Linked DNA regions of Mus musculus: regions 1, 3 and 4 are each linked to region 2. A link is a contact called in public Hi-C and HiChIP or PLAC-seq data. All regions are on one chromosome and are shown on one strand. The core of a region is the stretch at or near the end of the contact, and the rest is flanking DNA. Distances in the headings are between cores, read along the strand shown.

The links. Hi-C and Micro-C count contacts between places; a contact is called where the count stands out from the background. HiChIP or PLAC-seq counts read pairs in DNA pulled down with a chosen protein or histone mark.
Region 1: a Hi-C map of cortical neurons shows a contact between it and region 2, with 3 times the contacts expected there. The contact joins two enhancer-like sites. A contact is called at or near these places in 1 of 484 Hi-C or Micro-C datasets (cortical neurons), 1 of 115 datasets of contacts at active chromatin or transcription factors (bone marrow-derived macrophages) and 2 of 9 other capture datasets (embryonic tail and embryonic trunk).
Region 3: a contact with region 2 is called in an H3K27ac HiChIP or PLAC-seq map of double positive thymocytes, with 5 read pairs. The contact joins two enhancer-like sites. A contact is called at or near these places in 3 of 115 datasets of contacts at active chromatin or transcription factors (the SCID.adh cell line, bone marrow-derived macrophages and double positive thymocytes).
Region 4: a contact with region 2 is called in a Hi-C map of neural progenitor cells, with 1.7 times the contacts expected there. The contact joins two enhancer-like sites. A contact is called at or near these places in 1 of 484 Hi-C or Micro-C datasets (neural progenitor cells), 4 of 115 datasets of contacts at active chromatin or transcription factors (the SCID.adh cell line, T-cell acute lymphoblastic leukemia, astrocytes and 1 more) and 1 of 9 other capture datasets (embryonic stem cells).

Annotation. Positions count from the first base shown.
Region 1 is chr13:29,415,166-29,417,964 of GRCm38.p6, forward strand. All of the region lies in intron 13 of Cdkal1 (CDK5 regulatory subunit associated protein 1-like 1), which reads right to left. Among named protein-coding and RNA genes, the nearest start is that of A330102I10Rik, 400 kb to the left of the region's middle. Within about 2 kb of position 1,541, at least 73 of the 459 cell types and tissues checked have an H3K27ac peak or open chromatin away from gene starts, as enhancers often do. A contact at or near this core is called in cortical neurons, where this site is marked.
Region 2 is chr13:28,416,221-28,419,059 of GRCm38.p6, forward strand. The region is part of intron 1 of Gm40841 (a long non-coding RNA gene); the gene reads right to left. Among named protein-coding and RNA genes, the nearest start is that of Gm40841, 3.9 kb to the right of the region's middle. Within about 2 kb of position 1,466, at least 225 of the 459 cell types and tissues checked have an H3K27ac peak or open chromatin away from gene starts, as enhancers often do. A contact at or near this core is called in cortical neurons, double positive thymocytes and neural progenitor cells, where this site is marked.
Region 3 is chr13:28,991,025-28,993,795 of GRCm38.p6, forward strand. No RefSeq gene overlaps it. Among named protein-coding and RNA genes, the nearest start is that of A330102I10Rik, 24 kb to the right of the region's middle. Within about 2 kb of position 1,352, at least 38 of the 459 cell types and tissues checked have an H3K27ac peak or open chromatin away from gene starts, as enhancers often do. A contact at or near this core is called in double positive thymocytes, where this site is marked.
Region 4 is chr13:29,369,886-29,372,823 of GRCm38.p6, forward strand. All of the region lies in intron 13 of Cdkal1 (CDK5 regulatory subunit associated protein 1-like 1), which reads right to left. Among named protein-coding and RNA genes, the nearest start is that of A330102I10Rik, 360 kb to the left of the region's middle. Within about 2 kb of position 1,251, at least 68 of the 459 cell types and tissues checked have an H3K27ac peak or open chromatin away from gene starts, as enhancers often do. A contact at or near this core is called in neural progenitor cells, where this site is marked.

The DNA.
Region 1 (2,799 bases), core at 291-2,790, 1.0 Mb after region 2:
TTGGTGACTGTGAGTGCACTGAAAAAATCAATTAATAAAGTGAATTAAGCATAATGAATTCTAAATTATTGGAAGAAACATAAAAATGAATTTTAAAATAAGAAGCAGATGAACTGAATGTTAAATGATGGATTTTACCCCTGGAATGATTTTTCCGAGCTCTCCATGTGCCATTTTAGTATGATGAGTCTTAAGATGACAGTTTCTGAGCAGGTAATATTTGACATATGCTCTATGGCTATTGCTCCTGGTGCTTAGGCAACTAATTAAACCTCATGAAATCACATTTCAAACCGAAGCTGCAGTGTGCTTCTTTCTCAACACCAACTCTGAGTATGCGCCTGCTTTCCCAGGCTTTATCCCATGATTGATCACTATTACACTGTGTGCTGTATTTTGCATTCTGTGGCATACAAGCATTAATCTTCGCTCACACTTCAATGGTATAATTCATTAAAACACATAGTTTGTGTTTGGCGCACATATAAGAAGATGTAACCACATAGGAATATGGTATTGTTATGACAAAACACAATTAATAAAACATAAAATGTGTTTTTTGAAGTTATGGTTTTAATTTGCTACTGCAAAAAATATGCTCCTGAGATGCTGAGCGAGGTAACTTCCCAGGAGAGTTGAAATCCATTCCCTTCCCTCCTCTCCATACTGAAGAGATTATGATTAATACTCACTAAATCTCTCCTCCTGGAAAAGGCCCTAGCAAATTTCCAAAACCAAATTTGAACTACTGATAAGGCTGGAGGCCCTAAATTTAGAGTCTACTCTATTTGATTTGTGAATCCCTATCTTGCTTTTCCTGGTCCTCCTTCTTTCTTAATACTATTGCACAGCAGGGGACAGAGCTTGTCAGGAGTGGGGCCAGCCAGAGGCAGCACAAAAGAGCAGGGCCACAGTTGCTCCCAGCGAGCCCTGGAAACAGATGCTGCCATTGGTGCAGGGAGTTCATATGACAGAAAAGCTATCTGTTTGCCACTTGCATTTAACCTGTATTTCAAGGCAACTAGAGAAGACAGTGAACTCATGGTATTGGGTGATGGACACACATCACCCTAAAGCCATATGAGGTGCCAGCAGAATGTGGTGTGTTCATGCAAATTGTGTACACGGTCTTTTCTTAATTCCTCAATCTTCATAAACAAATGTATGAGGGGGAGGTTAGTACAAGTAAAAACAGCATTAATGGGTCTCATATTAATATTTATGCTTTACTATATAAAGACCTTGCGTATATTATGACTCTGCCTTGCAAGCTGAATGAATAACTAATGTTACATTATGTATGGGTACATATTAAGCAGACATGTCTACACTTTCTTAGTTCGGGATATGATTAATGCAGCCTATCAGAAGCCAGATGGTGCAGAACCAGAGGCATCAATCAAAATGAAAAGACCACTGCGTGCTATCCACAATGAGGTTCTCACAAATGGAGATTCTGTTCACAGACCCTAACTGGTAATAGGCAGAAAACGCCAGGAACATAGCTGCACTGTCCCACTGGGATAAAAACTGGTAGCTGGGGCCTGGCTGGATAGAAAATCTGGTGTGGGAATATTGAGCCTGGAGTCCTCAGAACCAAAGCCAGGGAGGCCTGGACAAACCAACAGCCCACCCTTAAGCTTGAAAAAGGAAGCAGCAGCTTTTAAATTATTTTAATAATGTTAATGCTGATGACAGATTCTGTCAGGCAGCACCCATCTCCCATCTGATTTAGGATGGGGCAGTGCCACACAGTAACAAGGCAGCTGCCGCTGCCATCCCACATGTAAACTGGCATCTCACTGCTTTTGGATGGGCTTTATTCTAAACAACCCCAAGTGCTTCGGTGTGACTCTGCAGTCTTTTTCCATGGATCTACGGGAAACAGTTTGAGACTGTTGTGTTTAATACTAATGACTATTTCTGGGGCAGCTGTAGGGAGAAAGGCGGCCGAAGGACATTTCCTGTTCCTTTAATAGCTTTACATAAAACCAACTATAGAAACACAAGGTGCTTTGTCTTCGTAAATGGATCATGTGTACTTAGAAAATGTTGAATGATTCCTATGCCCTATAGGACCTCACAAAAAATGAAAATAAATATACAGGAACTGCCTTGTAATAGCCACTGGAATTCTAGTTCCAGGGAGAGATACATGTGCAAGCAAAGGGAAATTCAAACAAATACAACTTCTTTAGAAGGGTTCTGTGGCAAAAATGTTGATATACTTAAATGGTGTTTTAAAAGTCACAAGCATAAAGGTTAAAAAAGTGAAAGCTTTAATGTGTTGTGTAAAGATAAAAATTATATTGTAAGCAGCTACACTGGAGGGGAGAGGTGAAAACAATGCCATTTCTTTCTGCTTTCATTCCATAGTTTTGAAACAGGACAGAATTTATAACTCATGTAGGATATTTTCCAACCACCGTCTGCTATTACAGGAGCATCTTCATATGAGCATTGCTATAGATTCTGCATAGACATAGGTTCTTGGTTAAGTGTTACTGGGGCACACATATGGAACTGATCCCTGGAGGTGATCTTAGCCAAATGACCCAGAGGTGGTATAAGTAGTTTCTTTAAAGGCAAACATTTCTGGTTTTTCTCCCTCTCTTCCCCCCTCTCTTCTAATAATATAGCAGAGAGGTGTATTTTTGTCTTGATTATTTCCGTAGGGTAGATTTCTCTGAAGCTGAATTATTCTAACTCATGTGAACTTTAAGGCTCCTTCTGAAATTAATATTCTCATCCTATATTATACTGTCAACTCAAAAATCTACATTAAACGTTACAAGGAGA
Region 2 (2,839 bases), core at 216-2,715:
ATCTCTTTAATTCCAGTCAGCTTTTATCATTCAGTCGCTGAGTCTCTGTGTGGAAAAATTCATGCTAATTCCCCCTAGCAACAGCTTCAGCCTATCAGGAGACTTTATGTACCGTGCAGCTGCCTGCCAGAATAACTCTAAGTAGGTCAGGCCTGTATTTCTAAAAATGCTACGGTCTAGTAACCCCACTGTCCCGTCTGTCTGCCCTGCCCCATAATAACCTCAATTGCTTGGTGACACAATGACATACTATCCTGTTAGAGTGCAATCACATCATGCTACATTATTCTGCAGGAGCATGGCTGGGTGAAGGACCCTCCGAGGGGCAGCATTAATCAGACAGCCATTCATGTCCACCAGCGTTTCTCTCTAGAAATGGGGACTGCATTAATGACCAGCTGTTTGAACTAACACAAACAAAATAATGTCTTCCACCCTGTTGGGTGCACAGAATACAGCATTCTGATCTGGCAGGTTCCACCTCTTGACTAAATCGAAGATGTAAATTAACTGGGCTCAGACAACATAGGCTTTGGCAATCTTAAAGTGAGTATATTTAAATTATATTACATGTGATTCAAAAAGCTATTGATTTCATATACACGTCTCTCCTTGCCTACAATTTTCCTTAATCCACGTTTTTAAAAGGAAAAGTGCATACACGGGTAACATAATACATATGTGCATATTGTCCAGGGACTCAACTGCAGGGGCTGAACTAAAATTGACTTCGCTTCGGGCAGAGAAACAAAGCTGGTCAGTAGTAATTGTGCAGCATGAACACAAATACAAATACTAAATGCACGCTGCGAAGGAGCACTGAAAACAAATAAGAGTAAACACGCTGAGCCTGCTAGCCAATCAGCTCCTCCCACCAGCTCCTCCTGGAGGCTCCAGAGAACGCCCCACACCTCCAAATAACAGAGACAGGGGATGGAAGGGAAAGGTGCCCTTCAACATCATATAGTGGTATGTCGCTTCCTCACAGGGTTACCAACAAGATAATTGCAAAAAAAGAGCTTCTTCAGCGTATAAATTAAGAATACCAAAACAACTCAGAACCTGCAGTCAGGTTTTAATTCTATAGTAGGGATTTTAGAATCTAATGGGGACATATGTCCTTGGGTGTACTTTTAACTTTCTCCCATTGGCATACAAAAGCGAATGGGTATATACGGAGACAGGACCCCAGCAGTGCAGTACCGGGCTGTTTGGGACGGTATTTTACAGGGACGGAGCTTGCATGCTCAGTCTGCATGCTTATGGGTCCCCTGTTTGATCTAACAAACACCCTCCTATACGCTGAGCATTTCCTGCCAGAAGTTAGGCAGAATCCAGCCAGTGAGATGTGCACTTCAGCCCTGCTTAATTTTCAAACAGAAAATGCCTTCATGTGTCTGCCCTCATTTGAACTGTGCTTGATAACTTAGTTATGACTGTCTTCTGCACTCTGTGGCACACAGCACACAGTTATTCTTGGAGAGATACAGTCTCTGACGCAACCATGAACCGCTAATTACAAGCTGCTGACATTCTGCTCGTCTCTGCAGCTTTGAAGTTCTGCTTTGTCTCATGGCTGTTCCACTGTGCTCCCACCCCTTACCCTCTCCTTTCTCTCTTTCACTTCATAGCCTTTCTGAATGCTCCTCTAGCACAACCTGGAGAAGGAGAAGGGATTATCAGACTTGCTTGCGTTTCTTTCCTCTCCCCACCACATCCTGACACACTCTCTCTCTCTCTCTCTCTCTCTCTCTCTCTCTCTCTCTCTCCCCACATAGATCTACAGTTTGGAAGTACAGTAATAAGATCCTGTCTCCACCCCACCCTCAGGAATGCACCAACAGCTGGCCAAACATAATCCAGCACACAGAGCCGCTTTGTAGAATTTCTAACAAACAGTGGGAGGACAGGCCAGACAGGCGTCCCAGAGGAGCCCCCATGACAACTGGGAAAGCTGCTTGCTCCCGGCTCAGAGCTCAGTTCACCCAGCTCACCCTTATCTATCTACAAGCTTCTAGTACCAGCCAAGCCCCGACAGAGGCAATGAGAGGCCACCCTCCTCCTTCCTACAGCCTCAAGCAGGCTGCAAGCTTTCTTCACACTGACATCAGCCGTGCCCTGCCTCATGCCACACACCCCTGCAAGCTCGACAGCCACAAACCCCAGTGCCAGGATCAGCAGCAGCACCTGTGGTCACCATCTATAGCTGGGTGCCAGGAGGACCCTCCCTTTTCCTTAAAGAATTTCCTTTATTAAGCATAGCTGATCCTAGCATTTGAAAGCATGTAAATCTAACACTGTATCCATCTCCACTGAATGCTTAGCTTCTGAAGCCTGTGGTATCCAGCTGGCCTCAGAGTCATCTGGGATACATTTATTTTGATTAAATTGATCGCATTTCTATTTAAGGGACAGAATTTTTCTGCCATACTGAATACAGCTGTGTTTACAGGGCTCTGTAGGAGAAGAAAACAAAACCGTACAGTGAGCCTTAGCCCAACGCTGAGCACTTAGAACTTCAAGGAGTTAAAACTGAAGGGGTTTGCTATGCCGTTAAAAAGAAAAGTCTATATGCAGCTGCTCTGGCCGAGCTTTCTGGCTAGCCAGGAAATAGGTCTTGAGCAGGAGCTGAAAACACTGGCTTGTAATCAAACCCAACCCAGCAAAGAGTCTCTCTCTTTCTCTCTCTCTCTCTCTCTCTCTCTCTCTCTCTCATATCTCTCTCTGTGTGTGTATGTGTTACACAGTCTCTTCCATGTCTCTACACGCATGCACATGCACTTAAATCCATGCTGCAAGGCTGCTATTTTTCTCTGGGGACACTGTACAGTCACCCAGC
Region 3 (2,771 bases), core at 102-2,601, 570 kb after region 2:
ACTCACTCTGTAAACCAGGCTGGAGCTGAACTCAAATATTCATCTGCCTCTGCCTGCTCGGATTAAAGGTGTATGCCACCATTGCCTAGCAAAATCAATCTTTAAAATAAATAAATAAGTAAACAAATAAATACCTTCTACAGTAACCGCTGTCTCATTGAGCTTTAAACTTCTGGAAAGTTACTCCTTCGTGTAATTTTAGGAGCCCTGGAGTTTATATTGAGTTTCAAGAGAGAATAACTAATATAGAACAATTCTATGTGCTTTCATTTCCCTGTAGCCCAATGCGTACACTGTGTGTGCTTCTTTTTGCTGTAGCCGTCACTACAGTGATAGACAACATCTGTTTTCATGGTAGCTTTCGGTATTCCCAATTCAGAGAGAAATGTTATCATGTAAAATAGTGGACTCTCATACTTGAGAGATGGAAAACTTACCAGAAACCGAGAGAGAACTGATAGCAACAGGACAGGTTTCAATCTGAAGTTCCGGTGTGCTCTGAACTCTACAGAATCAGAGAGATTTTTAAGAAGAGCTTGTGCTTGTATGTACTGGTCACAGGAGTGTAGTGTGTTAGTAGGGGTGCTTGCAGGGGTGTGGGTAAGAGTGCACGGTTGCTCGATCTGCCAAGGTGGAGTCTTTGAGCAGCTTTAGAAAATGAAAGCATTCTCAAAAGGACCACACTGGAGTTTAGAAGATGGTAGACAGCTGCGCTGGTCAGAATGGAGAGTCCCAACAGTCAGGAGTCGCAGACTCAGGAAAGGACTCAGTGCAACCCGGCCAGCTCTGTCCCATCAACCATGCTGAAAGATACTTCTTTTACTTCAGGGTGGTTGCTGGGTCGGGGAAACCAGAGTGATACGAACAGAGGCCAGCTAGGAGCAGATGGGTCAGAAAGAACCAAAGGAAGACCTGTTCAGATCCTCACGACGAGAATCTACCCAGGGCAGAAAGAATCATACCCAGCACAGATTTCCCAGGCACTCTGATGGAGAAAAAAACAGAGTCTAACCACATATAGTTCAGGACCACTTGAAGGAGGAGGGACAGGAGGAGGGGAAGGAAGGGGAAATGTAGGAAGAGGGAGGAGGAGGAGGAAATGGGGGCATTTCTATTCACAACAAACAGCAAAAGCTGTCTACTTCACTTGAAGTGGGCAGATAAACCCATCCATTCATTGCAAGCTTCACACAGAAGTTTTTATTGTTTATAAATAATTACAGCTCCCTTTCATGTCCCCGCATTCTGGGTCTGAGGAGAAAAGAGAACTGGGCCTGTTAACCTTTACCAACAACTAAGAAGCATTTATGGCCAGCCAGGTGCATATCCTGTATCTAATCTCTGCTTGCGTCGCCTGCCTTACTGCAGCTGCAGCAGTTGGAGGGAGGTGGAGTCATTAAATACTAAGGAAATGTTTATGCTAGTACTGTCCCAAGCTAGAGCAGTAAGAACATTTTACTAACTGTTTGCTGTGTGGAAAGAGTCCCAGAAAATCCATGCATACCAGGATCCTGGCGTCAAGGGCACACTGAAGAGACCCACTCGAAGATCCAATGGGGAACTTGGGACCCTTATCAGTCTGTGTTTGTTTTAGCACTGTGACCATTGCAGAAGCTTTTAAGTGCCTTTTTGTGCATCCCCCCCCCCCCCCCCCAGCTCCCTGTGACTGTGAGCAGGAGACTCAGAGGCAAAGCACAATCATTTGAAAATTTCCCCATCTGAAAAAACAAAGAACAACATTTTTTTTTTTTTTAATCTGTGGCGAAGAAGATTGCGAAGGTGATCAATGAAATCCGGGGTCAGGCGCAGTGAGTGCGAGCCCAGTTCTGGGACTTACTGGACGCTTGAGTGGGACGAGGCCCCTGAGCTCCAGCGTCTTTATTGGTACTGTGGGAAGACTCTTCCAACATTGCTCCCAGTTTTCCTAACTATACTTACCGACTGCACACCATCTCCTGAGAGAAAGGGTCAGCGGTGCGTCTGCCCCCTGTACAGGACGTGAGGTATCCTTCATATGGTCTACTACACAAAGAGCAGCAAAGTGACTCCTGTCACATGTCACAGAGTTCATTCAGTCTTTGCTCTTTTCTGCTCAAGCTTTTCTTCCTTCAGCTCCTCCTCTTCCTCCCCCTCCTCCCCCTCCTCCCCCTCCTCCCCCTCCTCCCCCTCCTCCCCCTCCTCCCCCTCCTCCCCCTCCTCCCCCTCCTCCCCCTCCTCCCCCTCCTCCTCCTCCTCCTCCTCCTCCTCCTCCTCCCCCTCCTCCTCCCCGTAAAGATTTATTTATGTAATTAATATGCGTACAATGTACCTGTCTTCAGACACACCAGAAGAGGGCGTCAGATCTCATTACAGATGATTGTGAGCCACCATGTGGTTGCTGGGAATTGAACTCAAGACCTCTGGATGAGCAGTCAGTGCTCTTAACCGCTGAGCCATCTCTCCAGCCTGGCATATCACCTTTTAATGAAGATATTCATCCCTTTCTATTTTTTATTTTCCTTATTTCATTCAGTTGTCTCAATGTTCTAGCTAAGACTTCAAGAACTGTATTAAATAGGTTTGGAAGAGAATGGATAGCCTTGTCTTGTTCCTAATTTTAGTGTAATGCCTTAAGTTTCTCTCCATTTAGGCGGAGGTTGGCTGTAGGCTTGCTGTAAATTATGTCTTTATGATGTTGAGGGATATCCCTTGTATCCCTAGTTTCTCCAGGATGTTTATCATGAAGGGTGTTAGATTTTGACAAAGTCCTTTTCTCTATCTAATGAGATGAT
Region 4 (2,938 bases), core at 1-2,500, 950 kb after region 2:
AAGATTAAGTCTAAGTGTACCAGTTTCTTTTCACTTTTAAAAGGTGGTACTGGGGACCCTCCTCCAGGTCTATCTGGACAAGTGTAGTTCTCATCCCTACCAAGGAAGCGTCTCTTTGCAACAGAGGGAAAACCATGGAAAACCACCCCCAATTGGTATGTAGAGTTGTGGAGGCTAGTCCCAACTGATATCTATAGCACGACTTCTACACCTAAGATTCAGGATCATTGGAGAAGAGGGGACAGGAAGGTTGTAGGAGCCAGAACGGGCAGTTTTCTGAGAGACTCTGTTCCCTAGAAGTGTCATAAGCTACACCCATGAAGTCTCATGAGCTGAACAGGAAGGGATGGGTTGTCCAATACTGAATGGTTAGCCCTGAAAATATATGCACACAAGTAACATTATATAGATCAAGCAGGCTATATTCATGAATTTAGGAACACACACACACACACACACACACACACACACACACGGAACGGGGACTTGAGCACATTTTAAAAAATATGGCTAGCAGGAAATTAAAAAAAAAATCTGTAGTTTACCCTGAGTTTTTCCTGCACATGGGTACTCTAGATCACTGTGATGCTGTCAGAGACTCTCACAGGTCACACCACCCCTTGTACTATTCAGAAGAGGGCCATTCAGGTAAGTCTTAGATAAGAAGGCAGCTGTATCTGCAAATTGTAAAGACAGGCTCGATTGTTGTTTGGGCCATTAAATTATTCCTGCGTCTCTCCAACCCCCTCCAAATTACAGCTTCCCTAACATTTTAGGGTGTAATCAATTTGAGATTTTACACTGGGATTTTTGGGACATCCTGGGACTAGGAGAAAGATGATCCAAACTGTCACATATTCTTTATGACTGAAAAAGTGGCCACAGAAACAGCAATAGCAGAGGAACTTAAAAAAGGCAGAGAGGGGGATGCTCATTTCCAAACTTAAACAAAAAACAAAAAACTTTAAGCCAAAAAAAAAGAATGCCCAAAACACATACCGGCTTTGGTAAAATAAATCTTTTATTATCCACCTCTCTACCAGAGAAGTCAGTGTACACAGGAGTGATAAATAACAAGTGTGGTGAGACACAGCCCACTATCTGCCAACCATTTGCCAGTCAGGACTGAGGCCGAGGAAGCAGAGAGGATTAAGCAGAAATCAAAGACTGCCAAGCTCTAATGGTGTCTAATTAGCATAACAAAAGACACAGCCACAATCTTTCAGCAGCGGGCCATACATCTCATTAAAGAAGACTGAATAGCAATTATTCTCTCCTGCTATCCTTCCTTTCCCTTGCTTCTAGGCTTAGCTCCGGGAGACCCTGAGACCAGAGCTGGAGAGCCTCTGCTTTGTTAGCCAAGCATCTGGGCAGTAGGGGGAAAAATCCACTTGCAGGACCAGACACCTGCACTCTCAGTCTTCTCTGCTGGGGCAATGGATCTTCTTAAGCACAAGCAAGTCCTGCTATCCATCTGATAGGACTCCCACCGAAAGAGGTCTTTGTTGACCTAACAAAACAAAACAAGACCCCAAACTAAATCCCATCCCCCTTAAAAGTCTGCATTGAAAGAAACTTACTTCTACCTATGTGCTTCTCTTCCCCCAGCCTAGCAATTCCTTCTCAATGTTATGTCCCTGTCTGAGACATAATGAAGCGAAATTGAAATCCTACCACATTCTATTGCAACCTGTAATTAGCTGGGTGCACACGTACATGCACACATCATGCAATTTAAATGAGAGTCTTGGTTCAGACCTCGTCTCTGTGCTTCCTTTGGATGACAGACAAGTGTGAAAATACATGAAATTCAACACGGGGAGACAGACAGGACTTGTGGACAGGGGACTTTTTTTTTTTGCACATATTTAAACCAAGAATAAAAGATCCCACTGAACCAAATAAGCAAACAAACTTATTTCTCTAGAGTGATTGCTAAAAAAACCAAAAGTCTCAATGAATTCTAATATTCATCTATTCTGGGGTAAGGGCTGAGCCAGAAGATGAATAAAAAAAAATGACACAGTCATTTAATCTAAGCAATTATCAGTTCTGAACACTACTTTTTGATCAGTAATGCCCTTCTCAAAAGGAAATTTGGTGCGAGAGTTCTTTGATTTTTCCCCCCCCTTTCCCATAATGGCTTCAGCTGCCAAGCACAATATTGCACTGTGGACTGAAGCCAAATCTAGCCAGGTCTGTGGCCGCTCTAGGAGAGCTGTTTATCACAGATGCAGACAGGAACCTTTGCTGCAGCTCCCAGAATGGCACAGGAAAAAGCAGCCAACTGGCTGGCCTGCCTGGGAAAACCTATGCAGTCTGTCTGGGCTTTCCAAACTCCTCTAGGACTACTGTATGGCAGGCACCAGGAGACGCTGGGACCACTGAAGCTAGACTGAAAGTTGTCCAGACACTTGAAGGCTATAATATTTTGTGTGGGACAGTACATAGTTGAAATAGCCTTTGGGGAGCACTTAAATCCTACAAGGCCTTCTAATATGTGGTAAAGGACTTGGGACTCCAGAGTTGTGCTAGACCATAGTCCCTGTTTTATGGTCCTAACCAGTACTAGGCCCATCCATGCTCCTCTCATATGCCCTGTGCTCAAGCACATATTCCTGCCACCCTAAAGTCACACAAAGTCAGACCTTTCCTTTTTCCCAGTGACTGGTCTGAGACTTCATAGAGACTCCTTGGGGTTTGCATAGAAACACTACTTTCTGAAGTGAACACTACTTTCCTCTCTTGGTGGCTCTCCCTGCCCTTTCTTATTTCACTCCTTAATGAAGTTCCTTCCCAGGTTTTAAAAGGAAGCCTTTTTTTGCTTTGAGGTTTGCTATTGTGTTAGACCGCCATATATCATTTCCATCCAATGCACGTCCTCCTGCTTGGGGGTTCAGTCACTTCTTGAGATGTTCTCATCCTATTAACTCTTGCA